2 separate regions of the Rattus norvegicus genome follow, and region 2 is linked to region 1. The links are chromatin contacts, called in public Hi-C maps. All regions are on one chromosome and are shown on one strand. Each heading gives the region's core, a stretch centred on a gene start, on an enhancer-like site or on the middle of the called end of the contact. The rest is flanking DNA. Distances are from core to core; before and after follow the strand shown. Region 1 overlaps LOC120098187 (a long non-coding RNA gene). Region 2 overlaps Cystm1 (cysteine-rich transmembrane module containing 1).

Evidence for each region. A called contact is a pair of places that touch in the nucleus more often than the background predicts.
Region 2: a contact with region 1 is called in a Hi-C map of the A7r5 cell line, with 5 times the contacts expected there. The contact joins two enhancer-like sites. A contact is called at or near these places in 5 of 12 Hi-C or Micro-C datasets (the A7r5 cell line, the Rat2 cell line, Schwann cells and 2 more).

Annotation. Positions count from the first base shown.
Region 1 is chr18:28,108,768-28,114,102 of GRCr8, reverse strand. All of the region lies in intron 3 of LOC120098187 (a long non-coding RNA gene), which reads right to left. Among named protein-coding and RNA genes, the nearest start is that of Nrg2, 39 kb to the right of the region's middle. Within about 2 kb of position 3,137, at least 2 of the 93 cell types and tissues checked have an H3K27ac peak or open chromatin away from gene starts, as enhancers often do. A contact at or near this core is called in the A7r5 cell line, where this site is marked.
Region 2 is chr18:28,276,664-28,281,998 of GRCr8, reverse strand. The region is part of intron 2 of Cystm1 (cysteine-rich transmembrane module containing 1); the gene reads right to left. Among named protein-coding and RNA genes, the nearest start is that of Cystm1, 54 kb to the right of the region's middle. Within about 2 kb of position 2,093, at least 9 of the 93 cell types and tissues checked have an H3K27ac peak or open chromatin away from gene starts, as enhancers often do. A contact at or near this core is called in the A7r5 cell line, where this site is marked.

The DNA of each region.
Region 1 (5,335 bases), core at 1,888-4,387:
TTAGTATGCTTAGAGACCTGAACAATTACTAACTTCTAAGGACTCTAAGGGATGTTCACTTGTTATTCTTGTTATTTTTACTAGTCATGAAGGTATTTTCTTTTGAATGAAAATTTGATAATCTTTTGTACCTATATGCAGATTGAAGATATGACTGTGTACCTGTGTTAGGTATTAGGAATTGAATCCAGGGCCCTGTACATGCTAACCACATGATCTACTCCTAAGATCTACTTCCAGCCCAGTTTGTTAATGAGAATTTATCAAACTCATTTTTGTAAAATGTCTACTTCAGAATAAATGCTGAATGGTCATAGCAAAATTATCATTAACACTGTCATTATCACCGTGATACAGCTCACATAATACAGGTGATACTCAGTGTCTGATTGACAGAGTCACCTGGGAGAGGGGCCTCTGATCTTGCCTGTGGGGAATTATTTTTATTACACTAATTGAAGCAGAAAGACCCGCCCACCATGGGTGGCACCATTTCCTGCGTGGGATCCTGGCTGCATCAGTGGAGAGCTGGAGTGGACCAGTAAGTAGACTGTATTCATTGCTGTCTCTCTTCCTGATTACAAAGGCCAGAATGGGACTTCCTGACCCAGCCCCTGCTGCCTTCATTTTCCTGCCACATTGGACTATAATCTGGAACTGTGAGCTAGAATAAACCATATCTGAAATTGCTTTTGTTGAGATATTTTATTACAGTGGCAGGGAAAGAAAGGACAATTTATGAATATATGTGATATATTGGACTAATAGCTATTTATAACCAGAATATGTCTATTATAATATAGAACACCAGGGCACATGATTCGTATCAAGTTCTCAGTTAACACTTACTAAACAAACAAACAAACAAACAAAACCCCCAGCTTAGCTCGGCACAGAGGCACCTGCCTGTGGAACTTGGGAGACAAAGAAAGGGGAAGGGGGCAGCGCAAAAGAGAGCTCACACGCTTCATCAAATGGCCCCGCCACATCAGGCTGCAGCAGCCAAGAGCCATCCTCCACAAGCAGCTCAAAGTACTTCCTGCCATTAACCAGTTGACCCAGGCTCTGAACAGGCAAACAGCGACTCAGTTGCTTAAGCTTGCCCACAAGTACAGGCCAGAAACAAAGCAAGAGAAGAAGCAAAGACTGCTGGCCCACTCTGAGAAGAAAGCTGCTGGCAAAGGGGACATCCCAACTAAGGGACAGCCTGTCTTCCAAGCAGGGGTCAATACAGTCACCTTGGTAGAGAACAAGGCAGCTCATCTGGTGGTAATTGCCCATGATGTAGACCCTATTGAGCTGGTGGTTGTCCTGCCTGCCCTGTGTCGAAAGATGGGGGTGCCCTATTGCATCATCAAGGGAAAAGCCAGGCTGGGCACCTGGTCCACAGGAAGACGTGCACCACTCTTGTCTTCACACAGGTTAACTAGGAAGACAAGGGTGCCCTGGCTAAGCTGCTAGAAGCTATTAGGACCAATTATAATGACAGATATGATGAGGTGGAAGGAAAGGACTAACACTACAATATGTCAAGTATTTACTGAATATGGGATTTTTCCCCATGTTTCCTTCTAAGGTAGGTACTGCTGTATTCTCTGTCACAGACAGGAAACATGTTTGTAGACGTTATTGACTTCCTAGTCATGCAGCTATTATGTTTTGGTTTTTTGAGACAGGGTGTCTTGATTTTCTATTGCTATGAAAAGACACCATGACCAAGGCAACTTATAAAAGACGGCATTTAATGGGGTCTTGCTTATAGTTTCAGGGGGTTTAGTCCATGATCATCATGGCAGGAAGCATGCTGGAATGGTGCCAGAGTAGCAGCTGAGAGCTTGTCATCTAGTCCACAGTCACATGGCAGAGGGAAGGGGGGAGGGAGATGAGAGAGAGAGAGAGAGAGAGAGAGAGAGAGAGAGAGAGAGAGAGAGAGAGAGAGGACTCTGAACCTAGTGTGGGTTTTTGAAACCTCAACCCTCTACCACATTCCTGCCAGTGACACACTTCCTCTAACAAGGCCACATCACACAAGTGGGGACCAAACATTCAAACACACGAGTCCATTGGGGTTATTCTATTCAGACAACCACATAGGGTCAGTCTCGTGTATCCTTGGCTGGCCTTGAACGCACATGGATGCACCTCCTCCTGCCTCCACTTCCTGCGTGCTAGGATTAAAGGTGTGTGCGGCCCGCCACTTTTAATCCGTGCTGGAGGTAAGAGATGCTTTTATCTGTTTTACTATATTTCAGTTTCTCTATCTTATAAGGAGTAGGGTTTTTTTGTTGTTCTTATTTGCTTGTTTTTAAAACTGTCTAATGTAACTCAGGCTGGCCTCAAACTTGCTATGTAGTTGAGGATGACCTTGAACTCCTGATCTTCCTGCATTCATCTCCTGAGTGCTGAGATTACAGGTGTGCATCACAATTTCCAGCTCTAACAAGCTGGGTAGCTGGGTATGGAAGCACATACCTGTAATCTAGCATTCAGGAGGCCGAGGCAGAAGGATTGGGCCAGAGCTACATAACATGACCCAGTTTCAGAGAGAGAGAGAGAGAGAGAGAGAGAGAGAGAGAGAGAGAGAGAGAGAGAGAGAGAGAGAGAGAGAGAGCCTATGAGCCAGTGAGGCTATAATTCTCTCCCTTCTGACTATATAATACATGTTATAATTAGAGAGAAATTTCATTCATTTGGACTCTAAAAATGCACAATTTGTGACTATCTTGGTCATATTGCACTGAAGTGTCTGTCATGGGGAATAGAGGATGTAAAACACAATGGCACCACTGAGCAGACAAATGGTGCCTTCAGGTCCTGTAAGTTGACATGTATGTTAACCACTTTTTAAAATATTCATTGCTTTTGTCTGAACGCAGAACAACAAGCCCGGATTTATTCAGCAAAGAAGCTCCTGCTCATACGGCATTAAGCGGCAACTGAATTGATTCCGAAGGAAATAATATCCAACTTCAGATCGGCTCTTGGGAAATGTTCAAAGCGAGTGGTTGAGAGACAATTTTTCGGAGAAAATACATCAGCTATTGTAAGTGCCGGGAGGAAGGAGGGAAGACTCATGATCTAGAAATGTGACTGGAATCGATATGTAAGAGGTTTTTGGTGACATCAAGAGGCTAGTTTTGGTAGTGTGGTATGAGCGGGAGCAAACTTTCAGGGACCTAAAAAGTGACTAAGTAGTAATGGAACCTCCTTGAACCTATCCATTCAACTATTCATCAGAGAAACAAAGGAGGCAAAGACAGTAATGAACCGGGCGGTAACAGTAAATACAAGTGAGGATTTTTGCACAAGGAGAGAGGGGTTCTGCACGCCTGAAGAGGAAGAAACAGTGGTACTGGGAAAGGCCAGATAGGGAAGAAACAATATTAAAAACAGGCGTTTTCCAAATGCAGTCTTTTTGAAATATAAGTAAGAAAATGAGAAAATGAGAAAGTGAGCCCCACGCTGAGAAGAGACATTTTCAAGAATGTGGGAAAGTATACTAAGAATGTATAAGGCCAACCACAAGAACAAGCAGCCCACTAAATGAGAAAATGGACAAAAGATTTGATCAGATAAGCCATAAAAGATGTAGTAGGGACAACAGAAAAGGACACACAATCATATTCGACACCAATTGTCATCAGGAAAATGTAAATTAAAATAACAGTGTGATGGTACTACATTTTCATAACTATTAGAATACCCAGATTTAAAAAAATAAAGACAACAGAACAACAGACCCTCCCATACATTGCTGGTGGGAAAGCAAAGAGGTGCAGCCACACTGGTTAAGAGATGAGTCATTTTTCACCAAATGGATACCTGCCAAATGCCCATCAGCTGGTTAAACGAGTTGTGGCATTCAGTGGGATATTGTTTAGTAATAAAAAAAGAAGAAACTGATATGCAATTGCATTAGTGACTCTTCAAAGCATTATGCTGTTCAGTATGGTGGTAAGTACAGTCCTTACATTTATGAGAAGGATTGCTAGTTTAAGGCCAACTTGGGCCACCTAATAAGATTATATAATCTATAAATAAACAACAGAAGCACGCTGCCTTGTGAAAGAAAACAGACTTAAAGGACTCCATTTATATTTCATTCTGGAAAAGGGGCGGAGGGGAGAGGGAAATCCAACAGTATTTGTCAGGGACTGAATGTGGAGGTCAACCTTGAATGAAAAGGTGCAAGCTTACTCTTTAGGGTGCTAGAGATAAAACTACCTTGGTTATGTTTTTTTAAAGGTCATAGAACTTTACAACTTAAAATGATGAATTTTACTATATATAAAGTATACATTAACTCCTGGGTATAGTGGTGCATGTCTTTAATCTCAGCACTTGGGAGGCAGAGGCAAGCAGATATCTGAGTTCAAGACCAGGATAGCCAGGACTCCATGAGCCTTGGACATCGACATGACCTCCAGCTGCAGCCCAGTCCACAGATATCCACATGAACCTCATGCTTCAATACGGCCTGAGGCCACAGCATGGACCACAGGTACCAACATAGCTTGGGGGAGGGGGTAACACAGACCATGGAGGGCTTTCAAAGCGGTCCAATCCAGAAAATTAATCATCATTATCTCAGACATCCATCATTGCTCCATCATGTGGCTGGGCACCATGTTGGGCTCTGAGTTAGCAAATGCTCCAAGCTGCTGCACACTGCCCTGCCAACCCTACCAGGCAGCAATACGTTCCCCAGTCAAGCCCAGCCTTCTCCCACACAGATCACTGCCCTCAGGTCTCTAGTTCTGCCTCTCCACCATTCCTCCATCTTCCTCATCTCTCCACCTCATAGTCATCCATCACAGTGGCATTAGAAGCTGTAGTCTGGGGGCTGGGGATTTAGCTCAGTGGTAGAGCGCTTGCCTAGGAAGCGCAAGGCCCTGGGTTTGGTCCCCAGCTCCGAAAAAAAAGAACCAAAAAAAAAAGAAAAAAAGAAAAAAAAGAAACTGTAGTCTGTCACACAGTATGTATTTTGTCCAAACAGCTTTAAATGAAAATATTCATTGCAATGAGTTGTTGGTCCGGTTCAAGGTTTCTGGTTTCTGACATACCATAAATACTGGAGCACGGCTTATGGCTGAGAGAGTCAGGGTGATCTTGTGACTGGCAGGGCATCTGAGGGCAGGTTCTGTATGAGCTCCAGGCTGCCACACACTTCCCTACCCATGATGTCTGCTGCCCTTAAAGCTTGCTAAGCTCAACCTTTGTACTTGTGCTCTCCAAGCAGGACTGCAGCCACAGTGGCTCCATGTGGGGCTTGCCAGTAGGCCTAGGAATGGCCCTATTCAGTAATGACATCTGGTCCTTCAGGACTGCGTCCTCC
Region 2 (5,335 bases), core at 844-3,343, 170 kb before region 1:
GGTGTGGTGTCTACAACTATTACACAGATAAAAGTTCTGAAGAAAACAAGGAGATGGCTCAGGTGGTAAACTGTCACACAATTGTGGTGGGGCCCTGAGTTCCATGCCCAGCATCCCTGCCAAGTGTGGTGTATGTGCCTGAAATCCTACACGGGGAAGGAGAGACAGGGCAATCCCTACAGCTCACTGGCCAGCCGGTCTAACTAAACAATGGGTGAGCTCTAGGTTCACGAGGAACTTTGTCTCCAAAAGAAAAGAAAGAAAGAAAGCAAAGAGGAGAGGGGAGGAGGAGGAAGCAGCAGCCACCAATATTGGCTTCTGGTCTCCACATGTAATGATGTGAACACACGTCTTTAAAGGTCATTCTGGAGTAAAGGGTAAAGAGCCTCTAAAGCACTGTCCCCCAAGAGTCCCCCTAACTGTGAGCCTGTGGAGGCCTGCTGTTATCTGTCCCTCATCTAGCGCGACTGTGTGCACATGGAGGTCAGAGGACAATTTGCAGGAGTTGGTTATTTTCTTCCACTGTACGGATTCCAGGAATCGAACTCAAGCCATCACGCTTGGCAGCAAGCCCCTTTACCTGCTGAGCCTTCTCACTGGCCCCTCTATCTTGTTTTTTGGAAGGTAAGTTTTCATTGAACGTAAAGATCAATAACTGGCTGTCAGGCCTCCAGGACTCTCCAGTATCTGTCCTACTCCTTGCTGGTGTTCCAGGCGTTCGCCGATGTCTGTCCTTTACATGGGTGCTGGAGAGCTAAACTTCATGCCTGCATGCGAGCACTACACTCTCCTCAGCCTCACTTCACCTCGTTTCTTAAAATCATGGTCTCTCACTGCACCTGAAGCTTAACAATTTGGTCCCCAGTGCTGGGACTGGATTACAGACAAGTGTATCCCACCACACCCAGCTTTTTGGGTGTTGGGAATGAACTACAGTCCTTACATTGCACTGAGCTGACTGAGCCTATTATTTGTAAAGGCCAATCCAATGTGAGTAGTCTGAATGAGCCAAGCCAGCCCCAGGGATGCAAGATGCTAGGGGTTCACTATTTATTCTCCAGTAAAGATGATATTACAGGGAAAGCAGGTATTTAAATAGAGAAGTTAATGGAGGACCCTTTGCTAGGAGTTTGGGGTGATTGCCAGGACTGAGTTGAGGTCCTGAACCTACTCTTCTATAGGAGGGGCCCGCAGATCAATTATGGGGCCTCTCTGAAAAGCCTCTGCTGCTCTATTACAACTAAGAAGATGAAGTCATGGAAACTGTTGCAGTATTAAGACAGGTCAAAAGTGAAGGCTCTCAATATGAAGCCATATAAAGTTTCCTCCCCGAGTTTCCCAGGCAGCATTCGGATCTTAAAACATTGCACTGTTTGTCCCGACAGAGCTATTGGCGAGTGGAGGGCCCTCCAGTGTAGCACAGGGCTGGTTGGTTTGCATGCAGATCTTGGCTTTGCAAATGGCAGCAAACATCATTGATATGGCCTCACCCTACGCCACACCCAGTGCACAAACTGCCTGGGGCTCTATCCAGATATGCTTATAAAATGAAAGGCCTACAGTTTGACAAGTAAAACAAAGAATTCATTTTGCTTTTGTGTTTCTGAATTTCCCATGCTGCAGAAAGAAGGAAACAAGCCACAAAGAAAATCCCAAACGGCCATTTCCTGCTGCGGACCTTGGGGAGCACTCTGATATGCCCCGAGGGAAGAGAGCCTAAGCAAATAATGCTGCACATTTAGTGAGACCGAAGACCAGATTCCTCTGATCCTGAGGTCAGCCAGAAGACTTGATGGGAGGGGCACTGGGGCACAGCAGTCACTCAGTACCTTCTGGGTTACAGCTGGCACTCAGAGCAGATCAGAGGAAATGGGAGTGGGAACTGGGAAGATGTGCTGTGAGGATCAGAGGTGAAGGAGTCAATTATGGACGGCTCCAAAGTGTACTTGGGAAGACAGTTTCTCTGGTACTCCAAACCCAGCATGAGGAACATCACAGCAGACAACAGAGGTCACTGTCTCACATCACATACATATCCTAACGCAGGAATTTTGCTTTTTGGAACAGGGTTTCTCTACGTAGCCCTAACTGGGCTACGACTCACTATGTAAACCAAACTGGCCTTAAACTCACAGAAGTCTGAGACTGCCTCTGTGATGTAGGCTTATCCTCTTATGCAGCAGGTCTGTGTCCTGACAAGTGTGAGGACCTGGAGGCAGGGAAGTCTTCAGGAACCTCACGTGCTGCCTCAACTCAGCAGACACCTCATCGTGCTGGGGGCTTAAGCTCTGTCACAGCAGTGAAGAGCAAGAACACAGAGAGCAATCAAGGACCCTACTTCAATACCTGTCAGGCTGGAGCCCCAGCCAGGGCTACACAGTAAGACCCTGTCTCAAATAAGTGGGAAAATAAGACCAGGCCCCACAATGATCGCGACTGAATGCAACGCCAATAAAAATCCTAAGACACAGCATAGATAGATTATGGAAAGACAAAAGGACGTGATAATTAAAACAAGATTCCCTATAAAGTAGAGTGGTCAGGTCAGCAGTTAACAGTACTTGTGATTAGTTTCTATGTCTCCTTAGGTCTAGGGATAGAACAGAAATAACAAAAGGGCTGGCACAAACATGGCTGGCTTGCTCACAAATGTGCAGAGCAAGCCCTGAAACAAGGGGAGTTTTCCATAAAGAATGAAAAAGTTGAAAAAACTGGAATGTAGAAAATAATACAATCCTGAGTATATTTTATTTCATTTTTTTTTTTTTGAGAATACCCTTGGCTGTCCTGGAACTCAGAGGGCATGCACATCACACCTGGCCCCACCCCAGAACTGAAACACTTTATTTTAAAAATTAATCTAAAAATGGATCATGATTCTAAATAGAATAGGAACGTTTTTAGGAAGAAATTTAAAAATCCTCAGTACTTGAGGTTAATTTAGCAATATCTATAAAAGAAAAATTGGCAACCTGGACTTTATCAAAATTAAAAGCGTTTACTCTGTAATATGGTGTTAACAGGATAAAATGGTAGACAGGTGCCTGTAATGCCAGCATTTGGGGGTAGAGACAGGGATGTCAGGAGTCCATGGTTCTCCTTGGTTCCATAACCAGTCCAAGGATAGTTGGGGCTACATGAAACTCTAACACATATAAACAAGGGGGGAAAACCCTCAAAACAAACAAACAAAAATCCCTGAGAGGCTGGGTCGGGAGACGGTGCAGTAGCTAAGAGCCCGTGCTCTTGCAGAGGACTCGGTTTGGTTCACAGCCACCCAAAACTCTAGGTCCAGGAGGCCTGAAGCTCTCTTCTGACTGCCGAGGGTACCGGGCATGCACACAGTTGCATATACAGACATGCAGGAAAAACAGTTAAATAAATCTTGGGTTTTTTTTTTTTAAATTGTTGGGCATGGTGGTGCACACACACCCCCTCCCTTTTTTGGTGCATACTTTTAAACCCAGCATTAAATCCCACAAGCAGATCTCTGTGACTTTGTAGCCAGCTTATTCTACAGAGCAAGTCACAATACAGTCACTCAGGCTACAGACCCTATCTCAAAGGAAAGAGAAAGGGAAAAGACCTCAAAACAAGCAGACTGGTCTACAGCAGATCTCTGGTCACAGTAATACGGTCGAGGGGGCTTGACTGGGCTCTGTTTCCAGTTCAAGAATGAAAGGAGCCGGCAGAGTGGATAATTACCATTTCATTTATATATGGGAATTTGGCTGATGGCAAATCTCATTTCAAATTAATGGGGAAGAGATGGCTGTGATATTTATAAACATGCTTTACCCATAGCTCATAACTTCTTCCCAAGGTAGCACAGAAACTGGGATTTCTCTTCCTCAAAGCAGATCAGGAAAGCTCTTTTCCCTTCCTCTGTTTGGAGCTGGCCATCATGAAATCCTGTGACTTGCCTTGTCAGAGTAATCCTTAGCAAGGAAAGAATTCTGCATGGAGAACAACTGGAAGGGACAGGGCTCACTGGGTTTCCCCACTCAGTCTGTGGGCATTAGACTCCTTTCCTCCAGTCCCTGCCACAACTCCATGGCTGCCTTTGCTACAGTAAAGCCACTCTGCTACAATGCAGTCTCCAGGGAAACCCAAAAAGATGTGGGGTTCAGAAAACTCAATTACATAGAGGTTCCCAAACAGTAGTGAACCCAGAATAAGGCACATAGGCCCTTCCTTCATTCTCTACACCTCTTCTTCAGACCCCTCCACCTGTAATGTCTTTAGAATACACCAGTTAGCATGATCCCTGAGCTCTGAGTCACTCAAGGAAAGGCTGTGGGAACGACTTACACAGCCAGGATCAGAAGGACCAGTAAAGCTTCCTGAGGCTTGTGCCTGACATCTGATATGGGACCGGCCCTAATAACGCAGTGTAGTCATCGTCCGCCATCTCCATTGCTGTGCCCCCCCCACCCCCCGGCTTGTGGATCTAATGCCATCTCCTCTGAGGCATCTTCAGAATGAGCTGAGTTGGGATGATATGCTGGTGTCTGCCAGTGCTGCTCAGACTGCCTGGTGCCTAGAAACCTTCCCACTTCTGGTGTCAGAAGAGATGTGTTGTGACAGCATACACAGAAGAAACTGAATCAGGCTCTATTTCTTTTCTACTCAATGACCTAATCAAAACTGGGGCTAGAACTACCAAAACAGAAAAGGTGAGACTTCTATCCACCATGATCATAAGTTTAGGCTGGGGATGGCGCTACATGCTTGTATCCCAGCAGCACTTGAGAGGCAGAATCAGGAAGACAGTAAAGCTAAGGCCAGCTTGATCACACAGTGAGAAACAAGAGAAACACTAAGGGGACTGGAGAGATGCTTCGTGATTAAGAATTAAGATTCCAGCACCCAGGTACAAGTCCAGCCTCCTAGTCATGCCTGTACCCAGCACTGCTCAGGGCACAGAAATAATGGCCCTGGGACCTGCCGGTGACCAACTTAGTTAACAAACATACCAGCTCAGGTTCAGGGAGAGTCCTTACCTCAAAGAAATAAGTGAAGAATTACAGAGACGACATGCACACAGTTAAATAAAACAACTAAAGGTATGCTACAAAAATTAAGAGAGCCTGATAGAAATTTGCAAGTTTATAAACCAGACAAGCATTCATGAATCAGAAAGAAATTTCTCAGTCAGGCACAGCGGCACACACCTTTAATCCCAGCACTTGGGAGGCAAAGGCAGGTAGATTCTTGTGAGTTTGAGGCCAGCCTGGTCTACAGAATTAGTTTCCAGGACAGCCAGAGCTACATAACGAGACCCTTTCCCTGCAAAAGCAAACCAAACCAGGGTTCTCTAAAAATCAGTAGGAAA